Regions from separate parts of the Sus scrofa genome. Here region 2 is linked to region 1. The links are chromatin contacts, called in public Hi-C maps. All regions are on one chromosome and are shown on one strand. The core of a region is the stretch at or near the end of the contact, and the rest is flanking DNA. Distances in the headings are between cores, read along the strand shown.

Region 1 (6,592 bases), core at 1,578-4,077:
AAAAAGTTTAAGGAACTTAGTGTGGGTGGGGAGGGGGAGTGGAAGAGGAGGTCAGGCAGAGAGGCTTTCTTTCAGTTTAGGAGAGCCCTGAGGAAGAAAAAAAAAAGCAACAGATGTTTCTTCTGTTACAATTGAGGTTGTTTCATTCAAAATTCACAGTAGCTGGGATGGGGAGGGGAGGTCATAAATCTCACTTAATCAGTGAATAAAGAAAACTTAGTCATTTAAATTTTATTCTTTTATATTCAGGATTTGAGAAACAGTATAGAGTAACATACTCTGCTAACATACTTTTTGAAGAGGTTTTTTTAGTCTTAAAAAATTATGTGTGATTAGTGGAAATGTGAGAAAGTTTTAATTCCTTTAAGTGATGGGAAAAAATGATCATTAATCCATATAGACTATTAGGAAAAAACTAAGCCATTATAAGATATATAAGGAATACTTAGGTGGCAGATGTTTGTAATTGCACAATAGATATTAAGGCTCAAAATGAAATTGCAGTATGAAACGTCATTTGCATTTAGTGAGAGACTTGTATCTTCAGTGAGAAGCATGAGACTTATTGCTAAAGATCTTTGACTAAGAAATGTGGGACAAATATTTTGAGTCAATTAGAAATGATGTGTTGCAGTTTCCCTCTTTAAAAAAAAAAGGATAGTAAGCTTTGAGTAGGTAAACTAATGGAAAGAGGGGATTGTTTATCTGCTGAAAGAGTAGGAAGGAAGAGAGCTTAGAAGCGACATGCATGTAATGAAACCGGTCAAAGAAATAGGTTTTTAACTTGTGCAGTTCATAATGAGTAAAGTAAAAATCTGCCCTTTCACAAGTAACACATAGAGAAGTTCTGTGCTCTCACATAGTGTGCGTTTACAAATGTTAGAGCTTTATGCATTTCTTAAAGTTGGCTGTTAGAAAACCAGTGCTGAGCACCAGATCTTTCACATATTAGGCACTTAGGAAATTTTGCCCTACCCTACACTATAAAGTTAGTAATAATATGTAATAAACAATTCTTTGAACCGTAGTTCAAAATTTGCATATGGAGCAAATGTTAAACGGTTTTCTCAATGTTTAATTGGTCTAAGAAGAGGACTGGGAAAGATTAGCAACGGTGAAGGAGATTATTAGGAACTTCTCTTGCTGTTTGCTAGGATCTGTGGGCTTCCCTGAAGATTTTTCTTTGCTTCAAATAATGACAACAGAATTTAGAGATGTTGAAACTTTTTAGATCATTGTTTGAATTAAGATTTGAGTCCAAAATTGATCTATGCACATTTTGCTTGTTTAAGGAATATTAACGTGTAGCAGTTTGAGTTTTTTTCTAAGATAACTTACATGGAGTGTAAAATGGATTTACAAAGTTATAGGTTTGTTTAGAGTAAGAACTTTGAGAATTTTGACCAAGGAATGTTTAGTTTTGATGGAATAGACAGCCCTAAAAATTTTGATGATCTTACTTGCGATTATAACCATGACAGCATCGTAGGTTGTAGTTTTCAAAAATGTGTGTCTTATATATTACAAATGTAGTCATGACAGCACTTTACAGCATCAGCATCTATAGTTAGTAATCAGCATCAGTAGAAGTAATTGAGACTGTTAACCCTTCAACTTAAGAACAATATACTGAAAAAAAGCTTCTGGAATGAAGTACCTGTGGTTCCTGCCTTATATAGAATCTCTTTAGCACAAAACCGAGGTCTCGGGGTTGGGGGGGCGGGATAGGGGAGTCTAAGCTTTCCCTATTCATCTTTCTCGGAGTCAGAATACCCAGAGAGTGACTGATTTAGATGTTCTCTCTGCCTTACATATTTTTATGCAGTTAGAAACTACCGGTGGTTACCTAGAAATCGCTCATCTCTGGTGTGGAATCAGAAGGAAGATTTGCCTGACACTTGTATTTTTCTTTATATTGTTGTTTAGGAGCAGGCATGAGTGTTGTGCTTTAAGTGTATTATGAGCTAACTCTGTTTTGCAAGTGGCTCCAGGAACCTATGGTGTAATAGCATTGTTTCTTTCTACCAAGTTTTAAGCAACCAGTTTTCAAATGAGCTTTTGGGTCTTGACTCTAAAGCTGGTGATCATCAAGCAGGAAGCTTTGCTTTTGGCACTTTGCTCACTTGTGCAAAGTTTGGCAGCTCTCTTGGCAATTTCTCTGACAGAAAAATGAAGAGATTTCTAACTGAGCACATACTGTATGCTAGGTGGACCCAGTAGAACTTACTTATAAAAGTTTGCAGACTCTTTTAATGGTTAAGATTTCAATACAAAAGATTTTGTTGATATTGATGTCTAAGATATCTTGCTCTTGACAATATGGTTTAAATGTAGCTCAGTAATAGCTCTCAAGTGAAACTTGTTACTGAAATAAGAATACTGATAACAGTGCAGTTTTGAATAAGCTTCTTAGCATGGCATATGGAATGCAACCATCCCTTTTTTTGTTTGCTAAGGAAAAGAACTGCTTTGAAATTCTGATTCACGGGTGGTATTGGCCTTTTTGAATTTGTGTCCTAAAGTTTTAAATTTATTTGAAGAACGCAACTTTTAATTTCTACATCTGTGTGCAGTCTTCATCACCCTTTGAAAATATTAAAAAATATCTTCTCTTGACTGTAAATTTCAAATGATTTGTTTGTTAACACTGTCTGGGTTACCATCTCTGAGGCCTCTGGGCTTCTTCATGAGAGTGATTTCCAATGAAGTACCCTTGGGTATTCTCATGCTCATCAGGCCTGATCCTTGTGGTTGCACCCAGCTGCCTTGATCTGCTCTAGCCATTCACTGGCTGTTGGTGCAAGATAAAAATGTGCTGCTTTCCGCTCCCTCTCTTTTCCAGGCCTGCAGACAGCGTCTGTGTGCCATCTGGTGGGTGTTTTGGCCTCAGTGACTGTGCTAAAAGTAGTGGTTGAAAATAGGCTAAACAGTGAAAAGATACAACGTTTAAGAACAAGAGACAGTAAATAAGAGTCACTGGGCCCTTTCTCTTTTTAAGCTGAAAATGGAGATAAGTAGTAGATTCTGCTCAGATGACATTACTTCTCTGATTGGAGCACAGAGACAATGGGCACTTCGCTTGTAGCAGTCTGTCCCATTTTGCTGGCTCGTAGGAATCATCGGAGGCACTCCTTTAAAATATGCATTCCCACCTGGCTTCTTCACGCTTCTAGTGCTCCAACCGAAACAATGTGTTTTGAATAAGAGGGACTCTACCCTCTCCCGCTTTTGGGGTGGGGGTGGGGTGGGGGGGTGGGACATGATGTTCTTGGGTCAGGGATCAAACCCATGCCACATCAGTGACAACACTGACTCCTTAACTGCTGTACCACCAGGGAACTCAAAGGCTAATTTAAAAAATTTTTATTATTTTTTTTTTATTTGGCTGCACCCGTGGCCTACAGAAGTCCCTGAGCCAGGGATCAAACCCAAGCCACTGTAGGGCCAACACTGGATCCTTAACTGCTAGGCTGACGTGAATCTCTTTACCATTTCCCACTTCTGTCACCCCCTTTATATCCTTTGACCAGGCACAACTGAAAAGAATTACTGGGAATGCCTGGAAAAATCAGTTGTTTGAAGCCATATGATAAATTTCTTCAGTTATTAATCAGAAGATAGATAGCATGCCCCAAAATGGGAAGTTCGAATTAAGCAGGTGGATGAGAAATGAGAAAATTGAGAATTAAAAGATTTCCCTGTCTGAGCAAGGTAAATAGAAAAAGGACAAAATGATATTTTAACTAAAGATAAAGAAGCCAGTGAAGAAACAGTAGGATCCAACCTTAAGGTGAGACTAATGTTTTGGGATGGACATTTTAAAAATATTGGGAGGGAAAGGTCCTACCAAAGAAACCCAGTGAGTTTTCTAAGATCTTCTAGCTTTGAGGTTTGATGAACTAAATAAAAACAGTTATAACATTCCAGATACCAGAGCTTGAATTAAGGAGTTGATGTAAGAAATGAAGAGGTACTGTTTAAATCCTGGCATGTGGGAAGATGGAAAAATAATTTTTTTTCTCCTTTCAAGTTGAAGAATCCGGGGCATTTATGGTTCTGGATACCAGAGAAAGAAGGAGCTAGCTAATTGTTTTAAAAGGTGTCCTCCAAGTAAAAATGCTTTTCCAAGCCATGAGAACAGACTTGATCCTCTAGGGAAAGTATGTAGGAAAGACTGACTTAAAAGATTTATTGACCCTTTGGGAGCATGCCCTGAGGGCTGTAGAGCTGGGCTTTGTTATGGTCATTTCAAGGATCCTTTCTGTGGTTCATTGGAGAGATTCTGGTTAGGTGGTCCATTGGGATGGGAGGAATCCTTGAAGTCCTGTGTTCTGACAGCTGCATAAACATCCCAGGTTTGGCTTCCATGCCTGTGACATGTAGGAATGTGCATTTCAGATCTTCTGTCTTTATCTTTGCACCAAAGAGGCTCCAGTTTGGAACTACATACAGAGAGGGAGGTTCTAGGGGTCACTAAACCATTATACTTTGGAGTTGTTATGAACTTTTATCTTCCGTTTCTCACTCTTCCCATTTATAGTGATACTGTGGTTTAATAATGGTGTCCGTCTTTGGATGTAATCTTTGCAACTTCAGTGAACATGATTGAGTGCAGACGCAACAAAATAGAGCATTACAGTGTTACAAGGTGCATATAAGTAATGCACATTATAGCTGTACTAACAGCTACGCTATAAATGGAATGAAAACTACCCCCCCAAATGAGTATGTTTAAACATAAAAATGAATGAAATCAGAGTGGCTGCAAGGTTTATTTATTTACCTTCATCCTCTATTCCTGATGTGCATACTATATACAGATGTGCTATTTTACTCGTTTTACAGATTTGGTATTTTCAGTTGGATATTCTGTCTTTTCAAAGTAATTATGAGTTGTTAATATGTGTTTCATTAGTGCTGTTGATCTGTTGGTCATGAGTTATTTTTCAAATGAAGGTGATAGATACCCCTGGGCCATCCATATTGTTCTCTCTTCTTCATCCTTTCTTCAATGACATATGGCGCTTTCTAGCTGGCTGGCTGAAATTAGAAATACAGTCTGAAGGTTGTGGAGTCTTTGCTCTCTGCAAAATGAATGATCCTATTCCAGAATCGACCTGTGACTTGACCTCATTAGTGCTGTATTTGAAACTGATCAATAGTCCTTTACAACAGTTAGGAACAAGTAATTAAAAGGTAGTATGGAAAGGAAAGAAATGCCTAACACTTTCTTTTTCTGATTCTCTTCCTTCTCTGTTGGAAATGGTTGTGAATGAAATAAAGCATGTGATACTGTCATGTAAATAGATCAGTGAAGCAGAATAGAAAGTCAATAAATTGACCTAAATAAGTAAATGATCAAGGTAGACTTTTATATTAACATGGGAGAGGCATAGATTATTCATTAAAAGTAGCCATCTAGGAAAGAAAATTGGATCTTTCACTTCTCACATCAAATAAATTCCAGAAGGGTCAAGGATGTACAATCTTATTTTATTTTATTTTATTTTTGTCTTTTTGCCTTTTCTAGGGCCGCTCCCGCAGCATATGGAGGTTCCCAGGCTAGGGGTCGAATCAGAGCTGTAGCCACCGGCCCACGCCACAGCCACAGCAACTCGGAATCCGAGCCATGTCTGCGACCTACACCACAGCTCACAGCAACACAGGATCCTTAGCCCGCTGAGCAAGGCCAGGGATCGAACCCGCAACCTCATGGTTCCTAGTTGGATTCGTTAACCACTGCACCACGACGGGAACTCCCAAGTATGTACAATTTTAAATGAAGGCATTGAAGTGTTAAGAAAACATGAGGAATATGATTTTTTTTTTTTTTTTTTCTTGGCTGCACTCACAGCATGCAGAAGTTCCTGGGCCAGGGACTGAACCCATACCATAGCAGAGACTCAGGCTGCTGCAGTGGCAATGCAGGATCCTTTACCTGAGCCACAGGAGAACTCCCATGAGGAATGTTTAACACAATCTTTAGTATGTAATTAATGATAATTAATTTCAAAGAACAGCATATCCAACTGGAAAGAGCAAACCTTTAAAGATAAGTGAAATATAGTATGTCCATGTATAGTATGTACCTCCAGAGTGGGAAGCGAAGATAAGTAAACTTTGCAGTTACTCTGACCTCCTTTATCTTCATATTTAAACATATTCACAGACCTTTTTGTTATGACACTACAGCCATACAAGGAAAGAACAGTAAAACTGATGACATTCTTTAAAAATGTGCCAAGTAAATCATATATAAAGGCAAAAGACAAATGTCGAATTGGGAAAACCATTTGCAGCAGGTGTAACAAAGAATGTACTTATTCCTTCAGCATTTAAGAGGGTCATCCAATAAAAAATCACCAACAGCCAATAGAAAGATGGGTGTAATTCTCAGGAGGGAGAGTTTGGGTGACTTTTTAAAAAAATATGTCTTATTCATAGTAATAAAACCAAAATAAAATCAAAAGGAGATACTACTTTTAACCTGAAGATTGACAGAAATAAAGTTTGATAACACACTGAGTTATAAGGATATGTGGAAATGGACACATTCACACATTTCTGAGGAGAGGGTGAATTGCTACAGGCA
Region 2 (6,592 bases), core at 2,000-4,499, 85 kb before region 1:
GGTACCACCTTACACCGGCCAGAATGACCATCATCAAAAAGTCTACACACAATAAGTGCTGGATAGGGTGTGGAGAAAAAGGAATCCTAGTACACTGTTGGTGGGATTGTACATTGGTGCAACCACTGTGGAAAGCAGTATGGAGATTCCTCAGAAAACTTAACATAGAACTACCATTTGATCTAGCAGTTCCACTCCTGGGCATCTATCCAGAGAAAACCAGGACTCGCAAAGACACATGCACTCTGATGTTCATTTCAGCACTATTTTCAATAGCCAAGACATGGAAACAACCTAAATGTCCATCGACAGAGGAGTGGATCCAGAAGATGTTGTACATATACACAATGAAATATTACTCAGCCATTAAAAAGAATGAAATACCGGCATTTTTAGCAACATGGATGGACCTAGAAATTATGCTAAGTGAAGTCAGCCATACAATGAGACACCAGCATCAAGTGCTTTCACTGACATGTGGAATCTGAAGAAAGGACAGACTGAACTTCTTTGCAGAACAGATGCTGACTCTCAGGCATTGAAAAACTTCTGGTCTCCGGACGAGACAGTTTGGGGGGTGGGGGGATGTGCTTGGGCTGTGGGATGGAAGTCCTGTGAAATCAGATTATTATGATCATTATACAATTACAGATGTGATAAATTCATTTGAGTAATTAAAAAACAAAAAAGAATGGAAATAGCCTAATGTTCACCAATAAACTGCTTTTTTTTTTTTTTTTTTAAAAAGAACCTTATGTAAACTACATACAAAAGAATGACATTAGAGAAGTTCTCTCGTGGCACAGCTGGTTAAAGATCTGGCATTGTCACTGCTGTGGTGTCGGTTCAATCCCTGGTCCGGGAACTTCCACATTCTGTGGCCACACGCACCCCCCCCCCCAAAGATTGACATTACAACATTTTCTTATACCATATACAAAAATAAACTCAAAATGGACTTTTATTTATTTATTTATTATTTATTTATTTATTTTGTCTTTCGTCTCTTTAGGGCTGCACTCGCGGCATGTGGAGGTTTTCAGGCTAGGGGTCTAATCAGAGCTGTTGCCACTGGCCTACTCCAAAGCCACAGCAGTGCCAGATACGAGCCGTGTCTGTGACCTACACCACAGCTCATGATAAAGCCAGATCCTTAACCCATTGAGCAAGGCCAAGGATTGAACCCTCAACCTCACAGTTCCTAGTCAGATATGCTTCCGCTGCGCCACCATGGGAACTCCCAAAATGGACTTTTAAAGTAAGCCTGGAAACCGTAAAACTCCTAAAAGAAAACATAGGCAGAACACTCTTGGACATAAATCATTGCAGCATTTTTTTTTTTTTTTGAAGATCCATTTCTCAAGGCAAAGGAAACAAGGTAGAAATAAACAAATGGACCCAATTAAGCTTAAGAAGCTTTTGCACAGCAAAGTAAACCACTGACAAAATGGAAAGACAATCTACTGAATAGAAGAAGGTACTTGGAAATGATATGATGATAAAGGATTAATACTCCAAATATATAAACAGCACATACAACTCAGTTTTAAAAAACAAACAGCCCCATCAGAAAATAGGCAAAAGATCTGAATAGACTTTTTTTTTTCAAAGAAGACTTACGATAGCCAAGGGGTGTATTAAAAGAGGCCCAACATTGCTATCATTAGAGAAATCCAAATCAGAACCACAATGAGATATGAGCTCATGCCTGTCAGAATACCTGTCCTCAGACTACAAATAACAAATGTTAGCAAGGATGTGGAGAAAAGGGAACCGCTGTATACTTATTGTTGGTGTGAATGCAAATTGGTGCAACTACCATGGAAAAGAGTATGGAGGGTCCTCAGAAAACTAAAATCAGAACTACCATGTAATGTAGCAATTCCACTCCTAGGTATATGCCTGAAGAAAATGAAAAACACTAATTCAAAAAGATACTTGCACCCCAGTGTTCCTAGTGGCATTATTTATAATAGCCAAGATACAGAAGCAATCCAAGTGTGGCATCAACAGATGAGTGGGTGAAGATGTATGTATATTCAATGGAATACTACTCAGCCTTAAAAAAAGAATGAAAAATTTCCATTTGCAACAATGTGGATGGACTTGGAGGGTGTTATGTTTAGTGAAATAAATCAGAGAAAAACAAATACTGTAAGTTATCACTTACATGTGGAACCAAAAAAATAAAACAAACTAGTGAATATAACATAAAAACAGGCTCAAATGTAAAGAACAAACTAATGCTGAGCAATGGGGAGAGGGGATAGGGAAAAGACAAAATAGAGTTAGAGGATTCAGAGGTACAGACTACTATGTGTAAAATAAGTGACAAGGATGTATATAGCACAAGGAGTATAGCCAATATTTTTTATAATAACTATAATCTTTAAAAATTGTGACTCACTATATTATACACCTAAACTTATAACAACCTTATAATACATTTTAAGTATGTTATATTCACTTAACATAGTATTGTTATAAATTCAAGAATTTCCTTTCTTCCTTTTCCACTAATGTTTATTTCAGTTTCACATCTTGCGTGAAGAGTAGGATAGGTAAATATAGGAGGGAAGGAGGAAGGGCAACCAGAGAGACCTGAAGAAGATCTGTTTATAACAGAAGCTGAGAGGCTTAGAGGTAGGTACCAGGGAGACTTTAATGAAGTAATAGCGCCCTCTTCTGGCTTTTTAAAAACTTGTGTTTCTGTTTGGAATTCCACGTATTGGTTCCCTACCTTATTGTGGAAGGCTTTTCTTTACACAGGATTTGATTACAGTATAACAGCTAGGTTTTTTTAAGCTCTCTAAGCAAAGATTCTGTCTGAAGTATTATAAAAGCCATACTCTATCTCTGTACCTCAGGTGGTTATTTCTACTTATTTTTTTTGAAAGCAAAAAGTATTGTTTCTGTACAAAGGAAAACACAGAATTGAAAAAGTTTAAGTTAGTGTGGTATATAGATACGTTCTTTGTGTTTCTGGTGAAAATAGAGAAGGTATAAAGGATGTAAGTAGCTCATCTTATTATTTCCTTAAGATTAGTCAAATAAAAGAAAAATGTGTTCTTCTCACACTTGCCCATATATCCACCCATTTCCTTTGCCTCTGAGGTAGTCTTTCTCATACAAATGCTGTAATGTTACACACACTTCTCTTTCACTTGCTTCTTTTCACTGGACAGTTTACATTGGAGGTCATTCTATCTATACACAATGAGCTCCCTTCTTTTTTTAGACTGCGATTTGTTTAACCAGTCTACTACCAGGGTTTGTCTTAACTTTTGCTATGAAATAGATACCCTAGGGAGTGTCTTTGTGTATCTGTGGTTTCACATGACCCTAGGAAAAAACCTCATGGGAATATGTGCATGTATAATTTTCATAGATATGCTGAAGTTATCCTCTATAAGATTGTACCTATCTATTCTACCACCAGCAGGTATGATAAAGTCTATTTTCCTTCGTCTCTATCAATACAGTGTACTGGTATCAATATTTTTGATCTTATATATTACAACTTTATTTTGTATTTCTCTTATGAGAGAGGTTGGATGAGTTTTTTTTTATGTTTAAAAGCCATTTGTGTTTTCTGTTATGCATCCTTTGCCCTTTTTTCTTTAGGCTCTTGGTGTTCTATTTATATATAGGAGCTTTCATAGGCTAGAAATTAACTCTTTTTCTGTAACGTGAATTGCATGTATTCTTTCCCAGTTTATTTTTCCTATGACTTGCATTGTGGTGTTTTCTTTTCTTTCTTTCTTTCCTTTTTTTTTTTTTTGTCTTTTTAGGGCCGCACCTGCAGCATATGGAGGTTCCCAGGCTAGGGGTCGAACAAGAGCTGTAGCTGCTGACCCACAGCCACAGCCATAGCAATGTGGGATCTGAGCCGCATCTGTGACCTACACCATAGCTCATGGCAACGCCGGATCCTTAACCCACTGAGCAAAGTCAAGGATCAAACCCACATCCTCATGTATCAGGTTCGTTAACCACTGAGCCATGAAGGGAACTCCCAAGAATTTTTTTTATTGTGGTAAAATATACATGAAATTTACCACTTTAACCATTTTAAGTATATAGTTCATATTGTATAACCAGCAGCACTCATGTCCATAACTCTTTTTATCTTATAAAACTGAAACTCTGTACACATTAAATAGTCATCCTCCATTCCTGCCTCCCGTCCCCCAGCCCTTGACAGCCATCATTTACTTTCTAACTCTATGATTTTGTCTTCTCTAAGTACTTCATATAGGTAGAATCATAGTTTTCTTGTGACTGGTTTATTTTGCTTAGTGTAATGTCTGTAGGGTTTATCCATGTTGTGGAATATAGCAGAATTTCCTTTTTTTAAGACTGAATAATATTCCATTGTATGTATATATGTACCACATTTTGCTTATCCAATCATCTGTCAATGGATACAACTGCTTCCATGTTTTAGCTATTGTGGATAATGCTATTATGAACATGAGTGTACAGATACCTCTTTGAGATCCTACTTCCAGTTCTTTTGTGTATGTATCCAGAAGTGGAATTGCTGGATCATACAGTTATTGTTTTTAATTTTTAATTTTTTTTCTATTTTGGCTGCACCTGCAGCATGTAGAAGTTCCTGGGCCAGAGATTGAACCCATGCCACAACAGGAACCCAAGCCACAGCAGTGACAATGCTGGGTCCTTAACCTACCACACAACATGAGAACTCCTTAATTTTTAATTTTTTGAGGAACTGCTGTACTGTTTTCCATAGCAGATATACTATATTATAGTCTCACCAACTGTGTACAGGGGTCCAGTTTCTGCACATCCTCACCAACACTCGTTTTCTATTTTTTGATAGTGGCCATCTAGATAGGTGTGAGGTGGTATCTCATTGTAGTTCTGATTTGCATTTCACTAGTGATTAGTGATGTTGAGCATCTTTTCTTGTGCTTATAGGTCATTTGTATATCTTTTTTGGAGTGATGTCCATTCAAGTCCTATTTTCATTTTTGAATTGGATTTTTTTTTTTTGTCATTGAGTTTTAGTTCTTCCCATATTTTTTTGGATGTTAATCCCTATCAGATTTTTGAATCTCTTTCAGATTTTGGATTTGCAAATTTTTTTCTCTTTCATGGGTAGCATACTTTGACTCTATGGCTTGTGTCTTTTTTTCAGCCGCTCCTGTGGCATGTAGAAGTTCCTGGGCCAGGGATCGAGCCTGAGCCATAGCAATGACCAAAGCTGTTGCAGTGACATTGCCAGATCCTTAACTCACTGTATCACAAGAGAACTCCAGGTTGTGTCTTTTTTTCTTTTTTTTTTTTCTTTTTTTAGGGCCGTACCTGTGGCATGTGGAGGTTCCCATGCTAAGGGTTGAATAGGAGCTGTAGCCGCCAGCCTATACCACAGCCACAGCAATGAGTTATCTGCTGTATCCCTTACTGGGAGTCGCCCTTGGCCAAGTATGTTCCCTCCCAGAGGTGTCCTGTGAGAGCTAACTGAGTGCTGCCGGATATAAGATCCGACCAGATTCACCTCCTTTTGGGACAACTCTGAATGGCATCCCAGCTCTAGAGCTCCATTAATATCAGCTGAGGCCCAAGTTGCCCCTGTGTTGGGCCAGTTTCTTCCCATTCCCACCTCTGCCTCCTTCACTTACTTATAGGTGTGTCTGCTAAGGGCATTTCCCAGGAAATTTCCCTGCATCCTAGTCACCCTCTCTCTTTTTCAAGGGAATGAATTTAAGACAAGTTGGTATTTTCTTTCAGATGGATAATGAATTGTGTAAAGTAATCTTTTATTAAGTCATCTCTTATGAGGCATAAATCTTAAGTGCCTTATAATGCCACTTACTGTTTGTCATTGCCGTGTGTATTATGTTATATTTACTGTGTTTATTTATATGTTCTCTTTGCTTTTTTAAAGCATCTCTTCTGGCATTTAGGAATATTTGTATTTTTATTCTAGTAGTCCTAGTGTGTTAATAATTTTTATATTGTCCTTAATCTTTTTTCACTTTTTATTACAGTTTTAATTGTCATTTGACTCCCATCGTTAACTATATAACAGTTAGTGATCTTATTTTACTTTCCTCCTTTTCCTTCCTCTCTCCTTCCAGTTTTTAGTTGCCTTCTAACTACTTTGTCAGAACACGTAATGTTTACACATTGTTCTTCACACCATAACCTCAATCTTGTTTTAGTGTTACCTTTACAATTGAATGTGTAAAGTGGTCACTGCAGGTCTTTTTGCAATACTTCCCCAGGCATATTTTGGTTGGTGAAGCTAATTCTCTAACAGATTCCTCAGAGGGGGTATATATTCATAGTATTACCATTCAGACTCCCCCCCCCCCAGTTTTATTGATGTAACTAATGTAACATTGTATGAGTTTAAGGTGGATAATATACATGTTTTTAAAATTTTTATTGAAGTGTAGATGATTGACAATGTTGTGTTAATTTCTACTGTATAGCAAAGTGATTCAGTGATACAAACATACATATTTTTTTCGTATTCTTTTTTTTTTTTCTTTTAGGGCCACACATACAACATATGGAAGTTCCCAGGTTTGGGTTTGAATCAGAGCTGTAGCTGCTGGCC

Evidence for each region. A called contact is a pair of places that touch in the nucleus more often than the background predicts.
Region 2: a Hi-C map of fetal liver shows a contact between it and region 1, with 2.3 times the contacts expected there. The contact joins two enhancer-like sites. A contact is called at or near these places in 1 of 5 promoter capture datasets (fetal liver), 4 of 47 Hi-C or Micro-C datasets (blood, epiblast stem cells, fetal liver and 1 more) and 1 of 2 datasets of contacts at active chromatin or transcription factors (skeletal muscle).

Annotation. Positions count from the first base shown.
Region 1 is chr13:82,820,271-82,826,862 of Sscrofa11.1, reverse strand. All of the region lies in intron 1 of TFDP2 (transcription factor Dp-2), which reads left to right. Among named protein-coding and RNA genes, the nearest start is that of TFDP2, 110 kb to the left of the region's middle. Within about 2 kb of position 2,827, at least 11 of the 83 cell types and tissues checked have an H3K27ac peak or open chromatin away from gene starts, as enhancers often do. A contact at or near this core is called in fetal liver, where this site is marked.
Region 2 is chr13:82,905,853-82,912,444 of Sscrofa11.1, reverse strand. The region is part of intron 1 of TFDP2 (transcription factor Dp-2); the gene reads left to right. Among named protein-coding and RNA genes, the nearest start is that of TFDP2, 29 kb to the left of the region's middle. Within about 2 kb of position 3,249, at least 4 of the 83 cell types and tissues checked have an H3K27ac peak or open chromatin away from gene starts, as enhancers often do. A contact at or near this core is called in fetal liver, where this site is marked.